3 separate regions of the Mus musculus genome follow, and all the other regions are linked to region 1. Evidence: chromatin contacts called from public Hi-C and promoter capture Hi-C data. All regions are on one chromosome and are shown on one strand. Each heading gives the region's core, a stretch centred on a gene start, on an enhancer-like site or on the middle of the called end of the contact. The rest is flanking DNA. Distances are from core to core; before and after follow the strand shown.

What was found. Promoter capture Hi-C pulls out the DNA fragments that hold promoters and counts their contacts. Hi-C and Micro-C count contacts between places; a contact is called where the count stands out from the background.
Region 2: a Hi-C map of B cells shows a contact between it and region 1, with 5 read pairs. The contact joins the promoter of Entpd6 here to the promoter of Cd93 in region 1. A contact is called at or near these places in 1 of 39 promoter capture datasets (liver) and 1 of 484 Hi-C or Micro-C datasets (B cells).
Region 3: a promoter capture Hi-C map of pre-B cells shows a contact between it and region 1. The contact joins the promoter of Acss1 here to the promoter of Cd93 in region 1. A contact is called at or near these places in 1 of 39 promoter capture datasets (pre-B cells) and 1 of 115 datasets of contacts at active chromatin or transcription factors (large pre-B cells).

Annotation. Positions count from the first base shown.
Region 1 is chr2:148,440,649-148,445,492 of GRCm38.p6, reverse strand. It overlaps Cd93 (CD93 antigen), which reads left to right and starts at 1,958. Exons shown (of 2, transcript NM_010740.3): 1 at 1,958-3,978; 2 at 4,226-4,844. The coding sequence starts at 2,069. The coding sequence ends at 4,250.
Region 2 is chr2:150,746,691-150,751,534 of GRCm38.p6, reverse strand. It overlaps Entpd6 (ectonucleoside triphosphate diphosphohydrolase 6), which reads right to left and starts at 2,454. Exons shown (of 14, transcript NM_172117.5): 1 at 2,302-2,454.
Region 3 is chr2:150,665,932-150,670,775 of GRCm38.p6, reverse strand. It overlaps Acss1 (acyl-CoA synthetase short-chain family member 1), which reads left to right and starts at 2,536. Exons shown (of 14, transcript NM_080575.2): 1 at 2,536-2,891. The coding sequence starts at 2,579. E130215H24Rik (RIKEN cDNA E130215H24 gene) reads right to left here and starts at 3,282. Exons shown (of 2, transcript NR_040331.1): 1 at 2,819-3,282; 2 at 1,844-2,315.

The sequences.
Region 1 (4,844 bases), core at 709-3,208:
CTGCCACCCCTTGCTTTGCCTTATGTTGCCTTCAATGAAGTGAATCAATACTGAATTGTTCACATTTGTCACTTTTTGAAATCATGAAGGTAAGAATACCTCCCTGTAATTAGTGTTTAGCCTGGTATCCAATATGAAAAGTTATTAGACTGGTAGATGGCTGAGTAGATGGATGGATTAGTGCATGGCTGAGTAGCTAAGTGGATGATGAGGTGGATGGAATGCTATGGACACCTGAGAAAAGGTTTGAGTGAATTCTTGGGAATCAGGTCTTGTTAGTTCTGAACTCCAGATAGCATTCCCCTAAAAACCTGCCTAGACAATATCCTGAACCCCAATAAAAGCTTTGATATCCTCTCTTCCTCTCTCCATCCTTCTCCCCCCTTCCTCCCTAGTCTCCCCCTATCTTCTCTCTGTCCTTCCCTCTCCTTATTTCTCTCCCCTCCCTCTCCCTTTCAGTGTTGCCATAGTTCCCCACTTCCCACTAACATTGAGATCTGTGGTAACACAAATCTCTTAATTCACATGTTCTTTTGGGTTGCTTCCTCTTGCAAGTCACGACCACACTCACAACCGTGGGCATCTTGGGAAGAAGAAATTGCATCTAATAAAGAAAACAAAACAAAACAAAACACCCCCCCACCCCACCCCAAAAAATCTATCAGGACATTTGCCCGTGTCAAGCCCTGCCTCTGGAAGGGGCATATGATCTGGCAGGCCAAGACTAGAAATTGCAAAGTGACCTCAAAAGCAAGTGAGAGAACAGTGTAGCCAGCTGCCAGCAATAGAGGAGTGAGTGCTCAAGATCTGCCCAGAATCCTGCCTCAGCTGGATCCTGCCTCCACTGGGATGACTCTGTGAAGTGGCTTTTAACCTATCTTAGGAGGCTGGGCTCATTAGCACACTTGTGTGGCCTCATTCTGTTACTACTTTCCTTTATCTCTTAATCTAACACTTTCTCCAAAGTGTTAGACTCTGAGTCTAGCTGGGGTCAAGTAGAATATGGTGGTGGTTGGGGACAGGGGCAGTTAAACGTAGTTTCCACCTTCCAGTGGCTAGCTTTGATTGAGACAGGCCTTGGCCCAGGTGCTGTGAGCTGTAACGCCTGCCCGGGTGTTGATTCTTACATCGTGATTTTGAGCTGCAGCCTCTGATTGTGCTCCTGTGCCTTTGAACTCCGCCTAAGCCTTGGGTTAGGGAATATGACAAGGCAGGCCAGGTTCATTTTCCCATCTTTCTGATCTTTTGGGGACCCTGACACTTCATTTATAGTGCACTAGGAAACCCTGAAAACTATTTTCACCTTTTTAAAAAATATATATATTCTCATGGAGATTGACATTGTTGGAAACCCAGAAATTCCCACAGCCAAAATCCTATTTAAAAGCTTCCTGTCTATTTAAAGTTCATGATGGGAAGAATAAAAGAAAAAAACGACTCCAAAAACAGAGACAGGGTACAAGATAGGAAAAAAAAGCAGATCCAGTTTGCTTCTAAAAAAGGCCGAAAACTATAATCTTTCCATGCCCTTGTGTCTCAAGCGTCACATATTTTTCTTTCCCTTCTGGTGGTTTGCAATCTGAAGTGGAATTTTATCATGGGTTACTTGGATGATACTTTTCAAGTCTCTACCCTCCCACCCCCCAAAGTCTCTGCTCACTGGACAGCATGCCACTGGGGCTCTTTGTGGTATGGGAAAGTGAACGGACTCAAAATAAAGCAGCCATATCTCTTGGATCCTCTGTGTTTCCACAGCTCTGAGCCAGAGACTGCCCTCTGAACAACAAAACCGTGATGAAGGCAACAGGAGTCAGAAGGCTATTCATGGCAGGAAACCCCAGCATCCGGTGAGAAATAAGAAGTAGGAGAGCACAGGATGCGCCCTGGGTCAGGAGGACGTGAAAAGCGAGTCTTTGTAACCTTCTCAATGCCAGAGCTGTGGTAGTGTGAAAGCAGCAGTGCGCCTCTGCTCCCTTCAGAGCACAGCCTGGTGTCAAGGTCCAGGTTCCACCGGCTGCTGCTGTCACCGCAGGGGAGTCTAGCCCCTCCCAGAAGGAGACACAGAAGAATGGCCATCTCAACTGGTTTGTTCCTGCTGCTGGGGCTCCTTGGCCAGCCCTGGGCAGGGGCTGCTGCTGATTCACAGGCTGTGGTGTGCGAGGGGACTGCCTGCTATACAGCCCATTGGGGCAAGCTGAGTGCCGCTGAAGCCCAGCATCGCTGCAATGAGAATGGAGGCAATCTTGCCACCGTGAAGAGTGAGGAGGAGGCCCGGCATGTTCAGCAAGCCCTGACTCAGCTCCTGAAGACCAAGGCACCCTTGGAAGCAAAGATGGGCAAATTCTGGATCGGGCTCCAGCGAGAGAAGGGCAACTGTACGTACCATGATTTGCCAATGAGGGGCTTCAGCTGGGTGGGTGGTGGAGAGGACACAGCTTATTCAAACTGGTACAAAGCCAGCAAGAGCTCCTGTATCTTTAAACGCTGTGTGTCCCTCATACTGGACCTGTCCTTGACACCTCACCCCAGCCATCTGCCCAAGTGGCATGAGAGTCCCTGTGGGACCCCCGAAGCTCCAGGTAACAGCATTGAAGGTTTCCTGTGCAAGTTCAACTTCAAAGGCATGTGTAGGCCACTGGCGCTGGGTGGTCCAGGGCGGGTGACCTATACCACCCCTTTCCAGGCCACTACCTCCTCTCTGGAGGCTGTGCCTTTTGCCTCTGTAGCCAATGTAGCTTGTGGGGATGAAGCTAAGAGTGAAACCCACTATTTCCTATGCAATGAAAAGACTCCAGGAATATTTCACTGGGGCAGCTCAGGCCCACTCTGTGTCAGCCCCAAGTTTGGTTGCAGTTTCAACAACGGGGGCTGCCAGCAGGATTGCTTCGAAGGTGGCGATGGCTCCTTCCGCTGCGGCTGCCGGCCTGGATTTCGACTGCTGGATGATCTAGTAACTTGTGCCTCCAGGAACCCCTGCAGCTCAAACCCATGCACAGGAGGTGGCATGTGCCATTCTGTACCACTCAGTGAAAACTACACTTGCCGTTGTCCCAGCGGCTACCAGCTGGACTCTAGCCAAGTGCACTGTGTGGATATAGATGAGTGCCAGGACTCCCCCTGTGCCCAGGATTGTGTCAACACTCTAGGGAGCTTCCACTGTGAATGTTGGGTTGGTTACCAACCCAGTGGCCCCAAGGAAGAGGCCTGTGAAGATGTGGATGAGTGTGCAGCTGCCAACTCGCCCTGTGCCCAAGGCTGCATCAACACTGATGGCTCTTTCTACTGCTCCTGTAAAGAGGGCTATATTGTGTCTGGGGAAGACAGTACCCAGTGTGAGGATATAGATGAGTGTTCGGACGCAAGGGGCAATCCATGTGATTCCCTGTGCTTCAACACAGATGGTTCCTTCAGGTGTGGCTGCCCGCCAGGCTGGGAGCTGGCTCCCAATGGGGTCTTTTGTAGCAGGGGCACTGTGTTTTCTGAACTACCAGCCAGGCCTCCCCAAAAGGAAGACAACGATGACAGAAAGGAGAGTACTATGCCTCCTACTGAAATGCCCAGTTCTCCTAGTGGCTCTAAGGATGTCTCCAACAGAGCACAGACAACAGGTCTCTTCGTCCAATCAGATATTCCCACTGCCTCTGTTCCACTAGAAATAGAAATCCCTAGTGAAGTATCTGATGTCTGGTTCGAGTTGGGCACATACCTCCCCACGACCTCCGGCCACAGCAAGCCGACACATGAAGATTCTGTGTCTGCACACAGTGACACCGATGGGCAGAACCTGCTTCTGTTTTACATCCTGGGGACGGTGGTGGCCATCTCACTCTTGCTGGTGCTGGCCCTAGGGATTCTCATTTATCATAAACGGAGAGCCAAGAAGGAGGAGATAAAAGAGAAGAAGCCTCAGAATGCAGCCGACAGCTATTCCTGGGTTCCAGAGCGAGCAGAGAGCCAAGCCCCGGAGAATCAGTACAGGTAAAGTGCCATAGGTTACTTGGGTAGCTGGGCAGCCAGATGTAGGCCTGGGAGGCACAGACCACAGAACTGAGAGCAGAGACAAACAGTCAGCAGGCCATTTGTTGTTTAAAGCCAACCTCAGCAGCCCAGTCCAAAAGTGCCTATCTGTCCTATGAGTTCATGTGGAGTAGCGGCAAGGGGACCAAGGATGCAGATATGGCAGAGTTCCATGGCATCTCACACTGTAATCTTCTGTTTTCCACAGCCCAACACCAGGGACAGACTGCTGAAGACTATGTGGCCTTAGAGACAGCTGCCACTACCTTCAGAGCTACCTTCTTAGATGAGGGGGAAGCCACATCATTCTGAATGACTTGACTGGACTCTCAGCAAAAAAATTGTGCACCTTCCACTTAAGAACCTGGTGGCTTGGGATAGGCAGGTATTTTCTTGGTGCCTTTGATATGTCTGGGGGTGAAAGCTGTGTGTTGGTTTGTCATTGTGGGGAGTTTTGTGGATATTGACAGACCTCACTCAAACACCCTTTTCAAATCCAATAGCAACTGGTTCCTCTGGTTCCTAATTAGGGGGAAAGGAGTCAGAGGGGTGGGACAGGGTGGGGGGATGGGGCTTCAAAGTTTTTTCTTATCACTTGATTTATCATCGAAGGAGTTACTGGTGCTAATTACAATGGAAACAGTTCCTTTCCATCACAGGACAGACAGCAAACCAATTTAAAACTACTTAACTAGGTGAGAGTGCTCTACCCTTCCTATAGGGACTTTTTCAGGATGGCTGCCTTTGTGTACATTTGCCTTCTGGCATTTCCCCTTCACGTCCCCCCCCCCCCCCCAGCCCCCTTGGTATTGTTGAAACTGTCAGAA
Region 2 (4,844 bases), core at 1,205-3,704, 2.3 Mb before region 1:
TTCCATTGCACTTAAGAGCTACCCAATGCTCTCATGAGCGGCTCTCATCCATCACCTGCTGTGGGTGGCTGGTACTTGCACCTCATACCATACCTTTGATCCTTGCCCAAGCACTCCAAGAGCACAGTGCTTCTTTTTGCCCTGAAAACTCAGCTCCTACACATCCCAGGCCCTTTGCGCACACACTATTGTCCATTCCCAGAATGTTCAGCCATCAACTGGGCCAATTTTGTCCAATTCTGACCCTATCCTAAAACCTCTGCTAAAATCCTACTACCACTGCCTTCCCCAGCCCGAACATCTTCATCATGTGCTCTGAGCGCCCTACACCAACCTGGAAATACAAGACTCTACCTTTATACAACCTGACAACACTTATCAATTTGCATTTACAATCACTGCATTTACATATCAGCAAGCTCTGGATGATATGAACAATCCAAACAGAACATCATATCCAGGGGGTACAGGACCAGAACCAGACAAACTGGTCCACAGGGTGTCCATGTTTCAGAGGCTCAACTCCAAACATCAACTTTCTTCTGTCGGGTTGAAGTGTTTGTCCACAGCTAAGGGGTAGTGCACGAAGGACTACTTTTCTCTAGCTACGTCTCACACCCAGTGGTGGTATACTGATCAGACTCCCAAAAAGCTCACCGAGAACAGCTCAACCTTAGTTTGCACTTTGCCGAACAGCGTTTGCAGAAGCAGCAGCTTGAACTACAGCCAAGTGGAGAATGAGCAGGAAGTGGACCGGAACAGGAAGCAGCACACAGAGGCAAGCAGAGGTGACTTGGGGAGGTCCACCTCCTGTCAGGTAGATGCGGGAGTCAGAGAATGTTAGAGGGCGAGCGAGGAGGGGAGGCTAGATCTCAGAAATAGGCTCCATCTGATTCAAACTGGCAGCTGCCAGATCTTTTCAGGTTTGCATTAAAAGACAGGAACCAAGCTATGTGGGAAATGACTGCTGCACATGCTACACATGTGTCCAAAAATAAAGCATATTAACAAAGCATCATGTATTTCTCCTGGTAGTTGTAGAAAGAAAAAAAAACACATATATCTATATCTATATCTATATCTATATGTATATAGATATAGATATAGATAGATGAACAGTCCGGTGAAGACTGCCTCCTCCTGATTCTTTTGCAGGGTGCTATGCCTGCATGGGCCAGTAGGTTCTTCCAGACCTAAGTACACAGAGAGAGAGCTGTGTAACTCTCAGGTTCGTTCTGTCCATGAGGCTCCAGATGGGACTCAGATACACACCATCTTAGTCTACACTTCTTCCAGGGCAGGAGAAGGGGGGCGGGCAATATTCAGACTTACCTTTATGCTTGCTGCATTATTTTCAAGGACATTGTTAAAACGCTGGTAACAGGGATGGGGAAACCTCCCCTCAACGCTAGGTATTCAGCCCCCTTCATGGCTCTGCAGCACCCCAGGAGAGATCCTGTAATCACATTCCTCTGCCTCTCCCTAGGGAAGCTCCTTCCTCACTGTCTGAGAGTTTCCTATTCTGGCTATGAGCATTCCCTACGCCCCTCACCACACAGGATCTGCAGAGACACAAAAGGACCAGGTATTTTCAGGTGACTGATTTTTTTTTGGGGGGGGGGGGATATACTCTCAGGGTGAAGGGCTGTGTCCACTGTGACCTACTCAGCAATGTTGTCTCAAAACCAATTACTTCCTGATGCTTTTAAAATAAAAATGTGTTCTCACTGACTCCCTGTCCTACATTCTGGGTGTCTACATCTGGACCTTTCTCTCTCCTTTAACCTGAAGCACCTGTGGCCACACACCAACTCAGGTGGAACCACCCTGACCCCTGGTAAGTTCTTCCATGTCACCACCGTTCCCACCTTCCACACAATCAGAACACAGGGTTTCCCCGGTTTCCTGAGCCTCCCAGTTGGGCTATCCAGTGCAGAAGGGGAGGCGCCTGGGCCTGGTTCTGCTGGGGGCGGGTCAGCACAAGCCAGCAGAATGAATGGACGCGGCAGGGCTGTGGGCTACACTCGGGCAGAGACCCCTGCTGCTTGGCCTACAGCATAGCTCACGAGTCCCACGGTGTGTTGTAGACGTGCGAGGGCTACGCAGCAGGGTCGGAAAGACAGCCAGTTGAATGGACCGAGAGCGCAAGTGACCCCGAGGCCTCCCCCCGGAGCTGTCTCCGGGCCCAGGGAGGTATCAGGCATTGGAACTGCACCACGGGGAACCCCGTCCCTCGCGCGCGTGGGGAGACCAACCGTAGTCAGTCCTCCGGGCCAAGCACATTTCGCTGGCCCCGCTTACCCTGCACGGCTCCCTCGGCCCCGCAGGAGAGGTAGTGGCGTAGCCGGAGGCAGACAGCGACCACACACCGCGCGCCCAGCTCTCCAGCGCCGGTCCGCGTCAACAGAGCCTTAACGCGTGGAAGCAAACCCCAGCAGACGCCGAGAAGCTGTCTCCGCCTACGTGCACTTTGCGTCACCGGGTGGGCAGGACGGCGTTGATGCGCGTGTGCCATGGCGTTTGCCAGCCACGCAGGCGCAATAGCCATGTGCTCTTTGGGTGTTTATTTTTCTTTCTGCCAGTAGGGGGCTCTGGAGCTCCTGCTTATCTTGGATCCTTCTAACAAGTCCTGAGGTGTGGGAGGAACAGAGCCTTGTCTTGACTAGAGTAGGAGTTACTTCAATCTCATCCATCACCTCGTCCTTCTGTAGGCTTTCCTCCTGCATCCCTCCACACCCGAGTTGCTTCTTTTACTTTCAAGGGAATTCGTGATAGGATATGCATTCACAATAGAGAATGCGGTGCTATCAAGCGTCCTTTATCCTTGGCCATATTTTCTGATGTCTTCCTAGAAGCCACAAGGTTGTCAGCTCCTAACTGCAGCGAGACTCTGGATGTATGTCCCTAATTCATTTGTCTGAATATCTCCCAAGTTGTCTTTTCCCCACCGAACCAGGACTCCGCTTCTTCCTGCCCACGTGATGGCATCTATACATTGGGGTGCAGGACACTGGTCTTGTTCCTGGAGGACATCCCTGTCTATCGGCTGGGAAAGCCTAAAAGCAAGGATTTCTAATGAAAAGATGGGGTACTCAGGGAGTGAGTGGGTGGATGCTAACCACAGAGTGCGGGGATACTGTGTGAGAGTAGGGTTGGCAATCGCTATTAGTCCCGCGAAACTATTGTAAACAGCATGTGAGCAGCTCATTGGACCTTGCCTTGTCTCACTTTAATAAAACCACCAAGATCTGATTACAACGGAAGTCTATATGGTCTCTTATTTGGCGGATCTTAAAAGCTCTCCCCTCCCCACTTCCCTGGCTGTTTTGTTGTACATAGCACTACAGCATCCCAAGGACTGACTATCTTGCTACTCACTATGGATGTGCTGTGGGAGAGAGTCTTAGTATTGGAATTGGCTATGATAAACTATATGCTCTTTGAATACAACTCCAGAGATACGACTCAATTTTCTCTTCAGTTATTGTACTAATTAACACTCTTACAAATAATGTGTGAAAGCATGGGTTCCCCACGTCTTCAACGGTGGAGTCCTTCCAAACGCTGGGTTCTTTGCTAACTTGTAGTAGAAAAACTGCACCTCACAGTTTTGACTTAATTTTCTAGTGTTTTGAAGTTTGTTCGTGGACCTGTAAGGACCCTGCTTCTGTCTTCTGCCTTCACATCTTTTACCATCTTCTCCACTTTCACAATACTTCTCTCAAATTCTCTAGAATTTTTGTCTTAGTTTTTACAAGTGGTCATACTCACTACTTGGAAAGCTATTCTCTCAGGCATTTCCTTTTGTAGATCTTTTCTCACTTTTAAAATAACATAATGCCACCTTCTCAGACTGTTTCATTTACAGTGGACCTCTCCGAGCTATTCTCTACCATTCTTTGTGTATTTCCTTCACAGTATAAGTCATGCCCAACAGTTTGTTCTCTGTTTTACTACTGAAGTGTAAGCTTCCCAAGAGCAAATGATGTCATCTGCTCTGAGCAATAGTGCTTGCCCAGCACCTGGTATTTGCATATAAGGAGCCTACAACCTGACCCTGCCTATGGTATAGACATTCTAATGGTAGTAAAGAGATCCCATTATGACTGCCATTTCTTTGCAGTTCTCTTTAGTGCTTATGACAGCCAGCACAATCTAGATGGCAAAGGAGATAAAGGCTAACTTTCCCAGAAGCAACTACAGCCAAGTTCTCTGTTGTCTTGGAACAACCTTCGGCAACATCTTGAGCAGGAGGGAGCTTGAGAAAGAGTTCTTATTGAAACAGTGTCTTCTCCAGTGCTTTAGTTCAGAACATTAAGAGTCCTCTTAATAAACGAATAAAATCCAGAGTGGTCTGCTTTTCAAATTCTGAGGTACAAGTAGATGGCAGGTACTGTTGAGACATTTTTTATCCTAGCAGCCTTTCTGGATCTTAATGGAAGAGGGGGATGGCTAGCTATGTGCTTAGGAGGCTGTGGTCCCTGGCTGCTTATCTACAGGATATAAATACATTTGATGTAGATTGTTGAGTCTTACCATGCTGTGTGTTTAGGCAGAGACAAGGTGGTAAGCAGTGGACAGTACATATGCTTCATAGCAGCTCTTAACTGAGTGTAGATAAATATCTCTGTCTGCCCTTCACAGAGTCCACAGCAGGATGAGCCCTCGTTGCCCATAGTAGTGGCTTCTCCCCAGGCTTCCTTCCCTTCTTCCTTAACCATATTTCAGGGGGAGCACGAAGTGAAATAACTTCTTTATACACTCTTTTCTCAAACAGCATGCAGGGAAACCCAAGTTAAGAAAGCATTCAAAATATTTATTGAAGGGCTAAATGGATCATCAGG
Region 3 (4,844 bases), core at 1,287-3,786, 2.2 Mb before region 1:
TTTTTTTAAAAAGTGGTGGTGGGGTGGGGGAGGGGCTATTATTCTGACGGTGATCCCTGGGGTACTTGCTAATAGGTTGCTAGTACCATGTATGAGAGAAAAGTCTAGGTTGACAAGATTATATGCCACTTGAACAATGAGAACATGTATTCACCTTCTTTAATCTGGAAGGACAGTGTTTGAGAAAGAGGTTTCAGGATGTGGTATATTTAAGAGGTTAATTAGACATTTAAATAGGGGCTGGGGCTGCGCTCAGTTGGTACACTATTTGGCTAGAATGCTTGAAGCCCTAGGTTTGGTTCCCAACATCCCATATAGAAAGTATGGTGACACATCTGCGTGATACACAAGAAGTGCAGGTAGGGCGGAGGATTAAAAGTTCAAGGTCATTCAAGTCTGAGGCTGGCACTGTCTCAAAAAAACAAAAGCAAAACCTAACATTTGAATATGGGCTGAAACTGGAGGAAACGTTCTGGTTCCAGGTTCCAGCTTGAAAGACAAGGGGACCTGGAGGGGAAAGTGGAGGATTGAGAACTCCAGCACTTTGAAGACAAGGAGAGAGAAGACAACGCGTGCAGGGGATGAGGTGTAGGAACTGGCAAAGGGAAGGCCTCACATTTTAGGAGTAGTTTTTGTGCCAGCTAGCTACAGCTGAGTAATAAAGTTAAGATTATCTGAGACTTCTTCCAACCTCGCAAATCACTAGAAAGGCCTTTTGTGCTGAGGGTGAGGCTCCATACCTGGTATAGAGCAGCCAAGGTGGATGCACATCTGTCCAGAGCTGTTCCTGGTTGTGGGCTGGTGCAACTCAGTCTCTCTGTGGGTTCTTTGCCCCCAGAAGGCAGGACCAACTCCCTCACACCATGGCAGCTGGGAACCAACCAACCAAAAAAAAAAGAAGCAGCACACAGGGTTTCCTCAACACAGCCTTGGCATCTAGCCAGCCTGTCAAAGTATCACTTCTGCCATGTCCTCTGGAGTAAAGCTAGGAGGTCAGCTAGCCTGGATCTTCATCCTTTTAGAGGGTTATGCATGCTGACAGTAGAACTCAGGGCCTGTGCATGCTAGGCAGGTGTTTTGTCTCTGAGCCACACCCCCAACTCAGCTTCCACACCTCCAGCTCAGTCTCCTGGTCTTGGTGGAGCAGGAAATGCCGAGTACACACTGGAGGAGGAAGTGTTGGTGGGTATCTCTCAGACCACCTGGCAGAGTCTGCCCTTTCTCTTACCTATAGCTTTATGTGTTCAACTAAAATGTGCTCTTTTATAAGTCTCTTTTTATTAGCTTGAGTGCTTCCTTATTTATTCGAGCACTATGTAACCTTCTGTGTTCCATTGTTTTGTTTCTGGCCCTAGCCTAGCTTTTGGTTTGATTTGGTTTCTTAAGGTGGAGACTAGCAATGTTGTTCAGGCTACTCTCAAACTCATGGTCTCCAGGGTGTGATCTTTTTGCCTTGGACTCGTGAATAGCTGGGACCCCAGATGTGCACCACTGTGCCCACTTGCCTAACTTTTGAATTAAGGACAAGTGCTTGGCTGAGGGCAGGACATATGCCTGTGCTAGTTGTTGGCACCGCCTTCCTCCTCAGCAGCTTGCCCACAGTATCCCCTCCAAGGAAACTACCTATCTACAGCTGTCATTGCCAACAGGAAAAAGTCTTTGCCAGCCCGAAGAACTCCACAAACCAGTTTTCCAAAGTCTCCGACCTCTAGTGTTTATTTTTTTTATTATTTATTCACTTCTTAAGTATTTGGTAGAGACACATTTCTTTTTACTCTTGATTATTCAGTAACAAAAACTTGAACTTCATGACGGAGCTGATGGTCAACGAGGCCCAATGTGATATGGACATTGATTTATTCTTTCCCATAGCTTCCCACCACCTGGAATCAGCAAAGGGTCCCAAGGAAGTGGTACCTGCCCTGGCAGAGGTCAGCAGCTGGTAACCAAAATATTGTTACTGGACTCAGGCCTTCATAGCACCTCCTTTCCTGTTTGAAGGCCCCCAGGGTTGCTCATCAGCCCTTTAGCCCGCTGCGGGTGATTTATGTGTGTGTGGCATGGTTGTACAGGCCCACACCATTGGGAGAGGGCTTTACTCTCAGAAGGTCTCCTAAGGAGGAAAGCTTTGACTTCAATCTATGGTATGCTGAACCAACTGACGGTTCATCCACACCATCTGTGAGCTGCTTCGCTCTTATGACCACTTAGACGCGTTCCCAATCTTATCTCAGAGCGCTGCCTGTGTCCCAGGTCCGGAGGCTGGGCCAACCGTGTACTTGCAGCTTCTGTCGCCAGCCAGAAAGTTATTTGGTCTGTAAAAAGAGATCGCAGAAACCCAGGAAACTGAAGCCGAGAGCGCGGGCTAGCCCCGGACTGGGCGCACAACAAAACCTAGTTCTACCCACCTCCCGGAGTCCCTGTCCAGGAGGGAAGAGGTGGGAAGGGGCAGGCTCAAGGAAGCTGCTTCTCCGGGAGAGAAGTAGTGGGTGGTGGCCGCGGGGGCGGAGCCGGGGCGGGGCCGTGGAGACTCTTAGGGGCGCTCAGGCTACCGCACCCGCGTGGGGCGTCGGGCGAGATGGCGGCGCGCAGCCTCGGCAGCGGTGTGGGGCGACTGCTGCGTGGCCTGCAAGGGCGCTCTGGACAATCGGGGTGGTCACTGAGCGTGTCCCGCTCGACCGCCACCCGACTCCCGGGCTGCGTTCCTGCAGCAGCGCAACCAGGCTCGTACCCCGCGTTGAGCGCTCAGGCAGCCCAGGAGCCGGCCGCCTTCTGGGGGCCGCTGGCCCGTGACACACTAGTTTGGGACACTCCTTACCATACTGTCTGGGACTGTGACTTCAGGACGGGCAAGATCGGCTGGTTCCTGGGAGGCCAGTTGAATGTGTCTGGTGAGTGCCTTGCTGGGTCCAGCTCATTTTCGCCGAGACTCGGGAGGCTCCAGTCAGTAGCAGCTGCCCCCAGGCCTTGGCTCTTTTCTCCAGAATGCTTCACCACCCACCCTAATCCTTGGGTCACGTCACTTTGTTCTGTATTCCACCGGATCTAGAGACTGCAGCTGGCGAAGCAGCAGTTACCCTCCCAAGTCTGCAGCGCTGTCTCTAGCGGGAAACTGGGGATACCCGGTTTAACCTCAGAGTGTTCTACCCTAACACAGATTCTAGGGGGCTTTGTCTTCAGACACAAAGCTTAGGACCCCAGATAGGCCTAGATGGAGAGAGCCCATGCTCCAAGAGTCCAGGCTTTTCTGACTCAGGGCCCCCAGATCAGCAGGGTAAACGCAAAGTACATAGGTTGCTATCGGCAACTGCAGGTGCTAGGGCTCGAGGCTCCCCTGAGGACAAACCTTGCAGTGTAAACAGAGCTTGGTGGGTGCAGGAAGAAGAAAGTGTCAGCCCCTGGGAGGGAACTGCTTATCTCCTCCGGTTGGGGTATGTGGGCAGGAAGTTCTCGGTCTAAGAACTGCACCCCAAAAACAAACGTCTACAGTGTCAAAGGCAGGTGTAACTTCAGCTCTCCGGAGTCTGAGTCAAGAGGAGCTGAACTCAAAGCCAGCTTGGACTATGTACCAGCCTCCCCCTTGATCTCTAAACGAGACACATCAGTCACTCTAGCTGTCAGTTTTCTGATGAGCCCGGATTCTGCTGAGGGTGGAGGCAGGGAAACACACGGAGGAGCCGAGAACTGAAGGAGGGGTTGGACTGAGAGGGGCTGGACAGACAGGCTGTGTCTCTGGTGCACAGCAGAGGGTTGGGAACTTTTGCATTCCTGTGGGATGGGAGCGAGGGTTGGATGGGTCAGAGATGCGTAAGGGACGAACTGAAGGTCTTTAAGACGAGGTGGCAGGTGATGCTTTGTTTAAGGACCAAAGTTAGAGGTGGAATCTGGTGTCTGCAGTTTCACTACCTCTTCAGCTTTGGTGCGTCTCAATCGCCCCATTTGTAAAATGAGAAAGCAATACTCACCTCTTATGCTGTCTGTACCGCAGTGCTGGGGGTGGGGATACAGTAACCTGTCCAGGCTTACTGGTGATCAATAAGCTGTAGCAGTTCTGATTTAATATATTCAGAAATTATAGGGTCTGTTTTTATTTATTTATTTATTTATTTATTTATTTATTTATTTATTTATTATATGTAAGTACACTGTAGCTGTCTTCAGATACTCCAGAAGAGGGCATCAGATTTCATTACGGATGGTTGTGAGCCACCATGTGGTTGCTGGGATTTGAACTCGGGAACTTCGAAAGAGCAGTCAGCGCTCTTAACCACTGAGCCATCTTGCCAGCCCCCTGTTCTTTTTTTAAAGCACAAAACTTTAAAGAAACTTTGGACAAGTCATTTTTCCCCCGTATATTATATCACTTGACAAGTTTAATCTAAATGAGTCTTTTACTAGATAAGTGTTGCCTTTAGACTTGAGTCAGCAAATTCTTCAACTTGGGTTAAGAAGTTCTTGCGTTTGCAGAAAGTGTCCTTCAAGTGAGTATAGCAGTTTGCAGAAGGAAGGGGGCAGAAAGTGTGCGGCTTCTTTGGAAACCTCTCCTCCCTTAAGAGGTCAAGGCCGCTGGGACGACCAAGCTTGTAGCTGATAAGAAGTGGTATCAGCCTTATGGTGAGGCTTGGGTGTGGTCTTCTAGGAATTCTCTGGCCTCTATTCTTCTACTATTAGAGCTGTGTGAGCCAGACAGAGTTTGAACTTCGCCAAACTGACATGCAAGAAAGCAGCTTCTCCAAATGTCTGGCTTCCTATCTGTCAGCAGCATCTTTGCCCTTTGCCCGTTTCTGCAACCTCCAGGGGTTACAGTGTGAACAGGGAACAGACCGACTGCAGCTGCTCTGGGA